2 separate regions of the Mus musculus genome follow, and region 2 is linked to region 1. A link is a contact called in public HiChIP or PLAC-seq data. All regions are on one chromosome and are shown on one strand. The core of a region is the stretch at or near the end of the contact, and the rest is flanking DNA. Distances in the headings are between cores, read along the strand shown.

Region 1 (3,296 bases), core at 6-2,505:
TGACAGTGCTGGTAGTCTGTTTACTACACTTTGAGAAGGGTGTTATGTGGCTTGCTTTCTGCTTACCAGCTCTGTTCTTTCTCCTTTGATCAGGGCACCTGTGGCAGCAGATTAAAGAGATAGCATGCCCCAGGGTAGGGCAATTGAGGGCAGGGAGGTAAGAGTGGGTAGGTGGGTGGAGGAATACCCTCATAGAAGCAGGGGGAGGGAGGATAGGATAGGAGGTTTCAGAGGGGAGGGGGCAGAACTGGGAAAAGGGATAACAATTGAAATGTAAATAAAGAAAATATCCAATAAAAATATCAAATAGAAAAAAAAGAGGTAGGATGCCAAGTAAAATTTGAATTCCAGATTCAAAAAACTTTTTTCTAGTATAAATATGTCTGAGATGTAAAATAATAATAATAATAATCATAGTAATAGTAATAATAACAAAATTTATCTGAAATTCAAATGAGATGAACATGCTGCATCTAATATGACCACCTTTTCATCAAATTAGGGTCAAGTGTCTCTCTCCTGCTGCTTCCCTGTGATTGAATAGGCCACAGCTGTTGATGAACCAGGCCCAGAGAGGGCTCGTGATTTTGGGGCAATCCACCTGCTCCCCTGAGCTCAGCTGAGAGGAATTTAGTTTGTGTGCATTTCCACTCTCTTGATGGCTCTCTGCTCTTTTCTCTCTGCTTATCTGCCTGTTTTTTCCTCTCAGTGATTTCTTTACCCCACCTCTTTTCTGGAGGGCAGGAGGGGGGACCTTAAATCTGAAGTGGGGGACTGATCCGGGAAAGATCAGCTCTTGGCAGCAGAAACAGAATCCAAGAGACCAGTGATATCTCAGGGTCTGGGGGATGAGTGGCATTTTGCCTAGAGGAGGTGGCGATCACCAATTGGCACCCCACATATAATGGTTTGGGCTGGAGTGCTCGTGTGGTTGATTCTCCTTGTGCTGGAGTTGGAGTATGTAAAGGGCCTGAAGGAAATTGACTCCACTTGGTCTCTTGTTCTGGCAGAGGAAGCTCGCTGCTGTGGGTTTATCACAGATTGAGAGGCAGAGAGAAACTTGAGCAATCAAAGGCCTCCTGGAGACTTGGACTTGGCAACCTTCTAAATGGCCCCATTTGTCCCCTTTGCTTGCCAAGCTGCCTTGATGCTGAGAGTGGCTAAGATGACAGCAGAAGGCCTAGCTGCTTCCCTCCCTTCCCGTCCCCTCACCAACCAAATCCACATCCTTTACTTTTGAACAGTATCACGTCTGGGGTTCCTGACACTAACCACCAGACTTCTTTGAGGGCAGTAGGCTGGAGCCACACTGAGATGATACTGAGATGGTGTTTTCACTTTACATTACCCTGGGGGCCTGGCTGCGGGGGCTCTGCGCACGGTTCCTAAGTTTCCAGAGCCCCTGCTTTTTTCCCTGCGTTCATCGTGGCATGGGAAGGATCAGTGGATTCAGGAGGGCAGGGTCTTCCTGGGATCCACCAAGCAGGCCTTTGGAGCCCTCCCTTCTCATGACATGCTCACATTGCCCACACAGGATAAAGTGGTGTGTTTCTGTTCTCTGTGGGTCATGAATAGTCATTTCCTGTTTGCGATTGCCAGGCAGAGCGCTGAGGGAGAAAGCGGTAAAGATGATGATTCCTATCTACATTGGGAGCTGCTTTGTACAGTATCTCTCACCGCTTTATTGAAGCTCTGGGCAAGCGTAGCTTTCTACTTAAGTGGGGACACTGAGTACCAGAGACATAGCCAGTGAGCCTCAGGTCACACAATAGAACAAGAGCTTGCGCACCATCATGTGACAGATGGCTCTCCCAGCAGCTGGACCAGTATCCTTCTTGCCAGCTCAGGAACCCCTCTGGCTACAATCCTTGGAGGGGTCTGTACTCTTTCACCTTCTGTTCTCTGGCTTGCACCGTCACCCCCACTTCTCCTATAGAGCCAGGCTGATCTCTCCTTTGCTGGTGAAATGTCCTAGATATCTCTCAAGTGACATTTTTCATTTCCTCCCATGTATATTTCCACTTCTCCAGCCTTTGAGTTGGTGGTTTTGAGAGGTTCCTGGCACTTCGAAGCCAGACAAATATATGCGGTGTTCCTAGTGTCGTGTGATCTTGGAGTCAAACTTTTGAGAGAGGACAAGGCCGTTCTGGATGCTGGTGTCAATGGGAGCAGTTCAAGAGGCTTCCAACAGCTACAGGTCTAGCTGGAACCCTCAGCTCAGTTCTGGGCAGATGATGTTATTTGTAAGGAACTGAGAGGATAGTAGCATTTCACCAAAGCCCTGTGCCGTAATCAGAGGGGTGGAGAGCCTTGAACATGTCATGGGGTTCCCTTCTGATTCCATATTGATGTGCTTACCATTCCCATCGTCACTCTGTCAGACACAGGCCAGGGGATCTGCTCCTAGTTGGAGCAAAGATGAGGGATAGCTACCATCCATGACTATTAACAGGGCCTTAGAGGATGTGGATGAAGAAATACGTAAATAATAATATTAGCAGTGGATGTTCTTATTGGGAAGATCAAACAAAGCAATGTCAGCAAGTCTCTGTGCTGTTGAGTTGCCTGGTCTAGGCTTTCTGTGTGGTTGCACTGAGAAAAAGGACAAATCCAACATGATCATGGAAAAAGAACCTCTGTGTTGAAGGTTTCGGTGGCTTTGGGGATGCAGGAAGTAGGAGATAGAGTCCATACATGCCCACATGGAATTGAAATGGACTCTTGCATTTCAGTTAGAGGGTGTGTTTAAATAACCCGTAGAGAAGATGTTTAAACAGCTTCATAGAGAAGATGGTAAACAGTGGTTGCTCACGATATAGGATTCTACAGGACCTCCATTCTGCCTTTATGTTCTCCTGTTGCTTCTGTCTGGGGGGAGATTTGGCCAAAATGGAGTATTTGAAAACCCCATAGTGTCCCCCAAGGATGTACCTGAGTATCAGAGACCAGGTAGCTTATGGCAGAAACAGACTCTCTTATAGTTGAAGTCATAAGTCTGAGGTTGAAGTGTCAGTGGGACCATGCTTGCTTTGTGCTGTCAGAGACTGAGAGGGGCTGATGAATGGGGTCACATGGGCAGGACACTCCCCTCTAGGGGGTGATGGTTGCCTTAGACAGGATAAGGGGGAAGCTTCCGTAATCCAGGCTGATGGAAACTTCTGTGGCCAGAGTACTAGGAGAAGAGGGAAAAAGAAGGGAGCTAGCCAAGGGTGTGACTTTGTGCCACATTCAACTCTGTGGCGGGGTAATGAGAACAGGCCTGGACCTGCTCCTGGCTGAGTGTGACTGAGCTGTAC
Region 2 (3,335 bases), core at 185-2,684, 160 kb after region 1:
ATATGTTCTGCATAGTCCTGTCGAATTAGAATTCTTACATTGAAATCTAATCATCTCAAAAAAAAAAAAGTATCATGAAGTGGACCCTCTGGAAGGTAGATAATTTATCTTGAGCCTTATATATAGCATTAATAGCTTTATGAAATATTTTTGTGTTAGGTGCTCAAATACCTGAGTTAATACCAGTTTAAATGAAAAAGAGTCTGTTGGACTCACTGATTCAGGGGTTCTGTTCCCTAGCCCCATCTCTGACGTCCTGAGATAAGGACAGCATCATGGCAGTGGGAGGCATGACAGAAAAGGCCTGTAACTTCATGGCAAGCAAGGAGCAGAGATTAAAGAGCATGGCTGTGTTATCTGACTTTCTCCAACTCCCCTCCTCCACACTCCAGCCTATGGAATGAACAGCATAGCCTGAATTCAGAGTGGGTCTGTACTTAATTCTCTCCACAAGCACCCTTACAGACACATCTGGAGGTGTGGATTATTAAATACCTAGGCACTGCTCAACCCGGTCAAGATTCACTCTCACAACTTTTGAGAGGGACATGGAAGGAGATGTCACCAACAGACACCAAGCCACTGGCATCTTGTGGGACTTGCTAGTCTCTAAAACTGTGCTGTTTATAAATTACTCAGTGTAGGGCATTTCGTTAATTAGCTTAAATGCACTAACATATACACTGAACTCCATGGGCTAGGTGATAATGCCTCAGAGGCCATAGAAGGTGGACCCCGGGCAAGGCCAGGTTCAAGGGGGGGGGGCAACTGTTTAGTCTTCTAAGTAATGCTTTTGGAGGTAGAAGTGGGATGGATTTGAGGAAATTGCTAGTGTTCCACAGAGAGACTTTCTCTGTGTGTGAATCGTGACTGTGATGATGGCTAAAATTCAGGAGGGGAAAAAAAAAACCTGGCTCAACAAACAAACAAAGAAACAAACAACCCTGGAGACTTGTGAGAGGCCATCTGAAGCAATTCGGTGTCTGGAGCCCTGAGCTATTTAATGTTTCCAGCAATGAACTAGACGATGAAACAGAGAGCACGCTCATTAATTTCATAGATGACACCCAGCTGAGGCTGGAGGGGGCACCTTGGAGGATCCGATTAGAATTCAAATTGACTGGAGTAAGTTTTAAAGATTGGTCAGAAACCAACCAAATAAGATCCAGGAAGGACAAGGGCAGAGAGAGGGGAAGACAGCCTTCGGAAGGACTAGGAGAGTGAATTGCTAGGTTTTAATCCTGCCTGAAACCTGCTGACTCTCTTGACCTCCCTTGCCTGACACATCACAGCTGACATTTGCACACAGCGTACGATGAACTTTCACAGTTCTCTCCTTGGGGCCCTGGGTGACAACACCCTTAGAGAGGGGGCTGTTAGGAATAAGTTCATGATGGGTTCAGAGATGTTAGAACATCTGCCTTAGGCCACACAGCTGATAGGTGTCAAAGCCAGATGCAAACTCATTTAGCACTTTACACAGCTCATTTGACACTTACCTCAGAGTGCTTTACTGTCTTATCTGATATGTGACCTCATTCGGTGGTAAAGTCCCTGGATCCCGCACCTTGGCCCTAGGCAGTACCTATTTCCATCCATGTCAGGCTAAGATCCCATGATGTACCCGTCTGACACAATTCTTACCAGCCGCTTCACCAACTTGGATTCAGTCTAGCTGGGCCAAACCCACCAGCTTGCTTTCACACTCTGATGTTGGTCCAGGTACCTATCGGTACTCCTCCATACCTGGCTTATTGAGAACCCTTGGAGAGAATAGCACAATTGGGTAGAAAGAGCCACTGTGGAGTTATCAGGCAGGCTTGTTGGTTCTGCTTGGCAACCAGTCTTTCCAGTCTCTGGTCAGTTGGCTCCCCTTCGGTCCTAACCTCATTACTGGCCCATTTACTGTCATTGTTATCCTACTGAAGAGAAGACAGGCCACCTGGCAAGTGGTCCCTCAACTTCCAGTTTTCAGTATCTTCCACTTTGCTCAACTCTATACTAGCTCTCATCTCCAGCCTCCTGGCTGTGAGGAGCCGCCCTCACATTTGCCATTATAAGATGGCACTGACAGCTGTGTTCTAAGTGGTAAACATAGTCTGCACACATGCAGGGGCAGTTTTCCCACCATGTGTTCTGCCTTTCCCGTGATGACAACTGGGCCGATGGGCTGCAGCCAATCAGGGAGTAATACATCCTAGGTGGAGGATAATTCTCCTTAAAAAGGGATGGGGTTTCGCCATTTGCTTGCTTGCTCTCTTGCACTCTGGCTCCTGAAGATGTAAGCAATAAAGCTTTGCCGCAGAAGATTCTGGTTTGTTGCGTCTTTCCTGGCCGGTCGTGAGAACGTGTCTAATAACAATTGGTGCTGAGACCCGGGACGGGACGAGAAATTCCGGGACGAGAAAAAACTCGGGACTGGCGCAAGGAAGATCCCTCATTCCAGAACCAGAACTGCGGGTCGCGGTAATAAAGGTTCCCGTAAAGCAGACTGTTAAGAAGGATTCAACTGTATGAATTCAGAACTTTTCAGCTGGGGAACGAGAGTACCAGTGAGTACAGCTTTACGAGGTAAGTCCGATCTTGAACTTTCTAACGAAATTCAAGACAGTCTATCAGAAGTAAAGTGGAATATGTTTGGCCTTGAATTTTTTCTGGTGTTAGGAGCCCTTTTGTTCCTTTTCACATGTTATCAAGTGGTTAAGGCAGGGCGGATTCTAGAGGAAATTCAGGACAAGCTATCAGAAGTAAAGCGGGGAGAGAGAGTAGGAACAAAGAGGAAATATGGTACACAAAATAAGTATACAGGCCTTTCCAAGGGTCTTGAACCCGAGGAAAAGTTAAGGTTAGGTAGGAATACCTGGAGAGAGATTAGAAGAAAAAGAGGAAAAAGGGAAAAGAAGAAAGATCAATTAGCGGAGGTCTCTAGGAAAAGGAGCCTGTGCTCATCGCTGGATGGGCTCGGGGAGCCAGCTCTTAGTAGCTCTGAAGCAGATGAAGAATTCTCCTCTGAGGAAACAGACTGGGAGGAAGAAGCAGCTCATTATGAGAAAAAAGGGTACCAGCCAGGTAAAGTGCTAGCTAATCAGTTAAGGAAGCCAAAAGCGGCTGGCAAAGGCCAGCTTGCTGCTTGGCCTCTTGGCAGTCGGCTTCAAGGTCATAGTGCACCTCCACCCTATGCTGAGCCCCCGCCCTGCGTAGTGCATCAGCCCTGCGCAGAGAGGCAATGGACAGAGAGGCAATGCACAGACTCGTTCATTCCAAAGGAGGAACAAAGGAAAATACAACAGGCATTTCCGGTCTTTGAAGGAGCCGAGGGTGGGCGTGTCCACGCT

The links. HiChIP or PLAC-seq counts read pairs in DNA pulled down with a chosen protein or histone mark.
Region 2: a BATF HiChIP or PLAC-seq map of CD8 T cells shows a contact between it and region 1, with 8 read pairs. The contact joins two enhancer-like sites. A contact is called at or near these places in 1 of 15 datasets of contacts at CTCF or cohesin (CD8 T cells), 1 of 484 Hi-C or Micro-C datasets (the HL-1 cell line) and 3 of 115 datasets of contacts at active chromatin or transcription factors (CD8 T cells, astrocytes and memory CD8 T cells).

The regions. Positions count from the first base shown.
Region 1 is chr14:70,962,161-70,965,456 of GRCm38.p6, forward strand. The region is part of intron 4 of Gfra2 (glial cell line derived neurotrophic factor family receptor alpha 2); the gene reads left to right. Among named protein-coding and RNA genes, the nearest start is that of Gm34588, 22 kb to the left of the region's middle. Within about 2 kb of position 1,256, at least 56 of the 459 cell types and tissues checked have an H3K27ac peak or open chromatin away from gene starts, as enhancers often do. A contact at or near this core is called in CD8 T cells and memory CD8 T cells, where this site is marked.
Region 2 is chr14:71,119,172-71,122,506 of GRCm38.p6, forward strand. No RefSeq gene overlaps it. Among named protein-coding and RNA genes, the nearest start is that of Gm34757, 46 kb to the right of the region's middle. Within about 2 kb of position 1,435, at least 13 of the 459 cell types and tissues checked have an H3K27ac peak or open chromatin away from gene starts, as enhancers often do. A contact at or near this core is called in CD8 T cells and memory CD8 T cells, where this site is marked.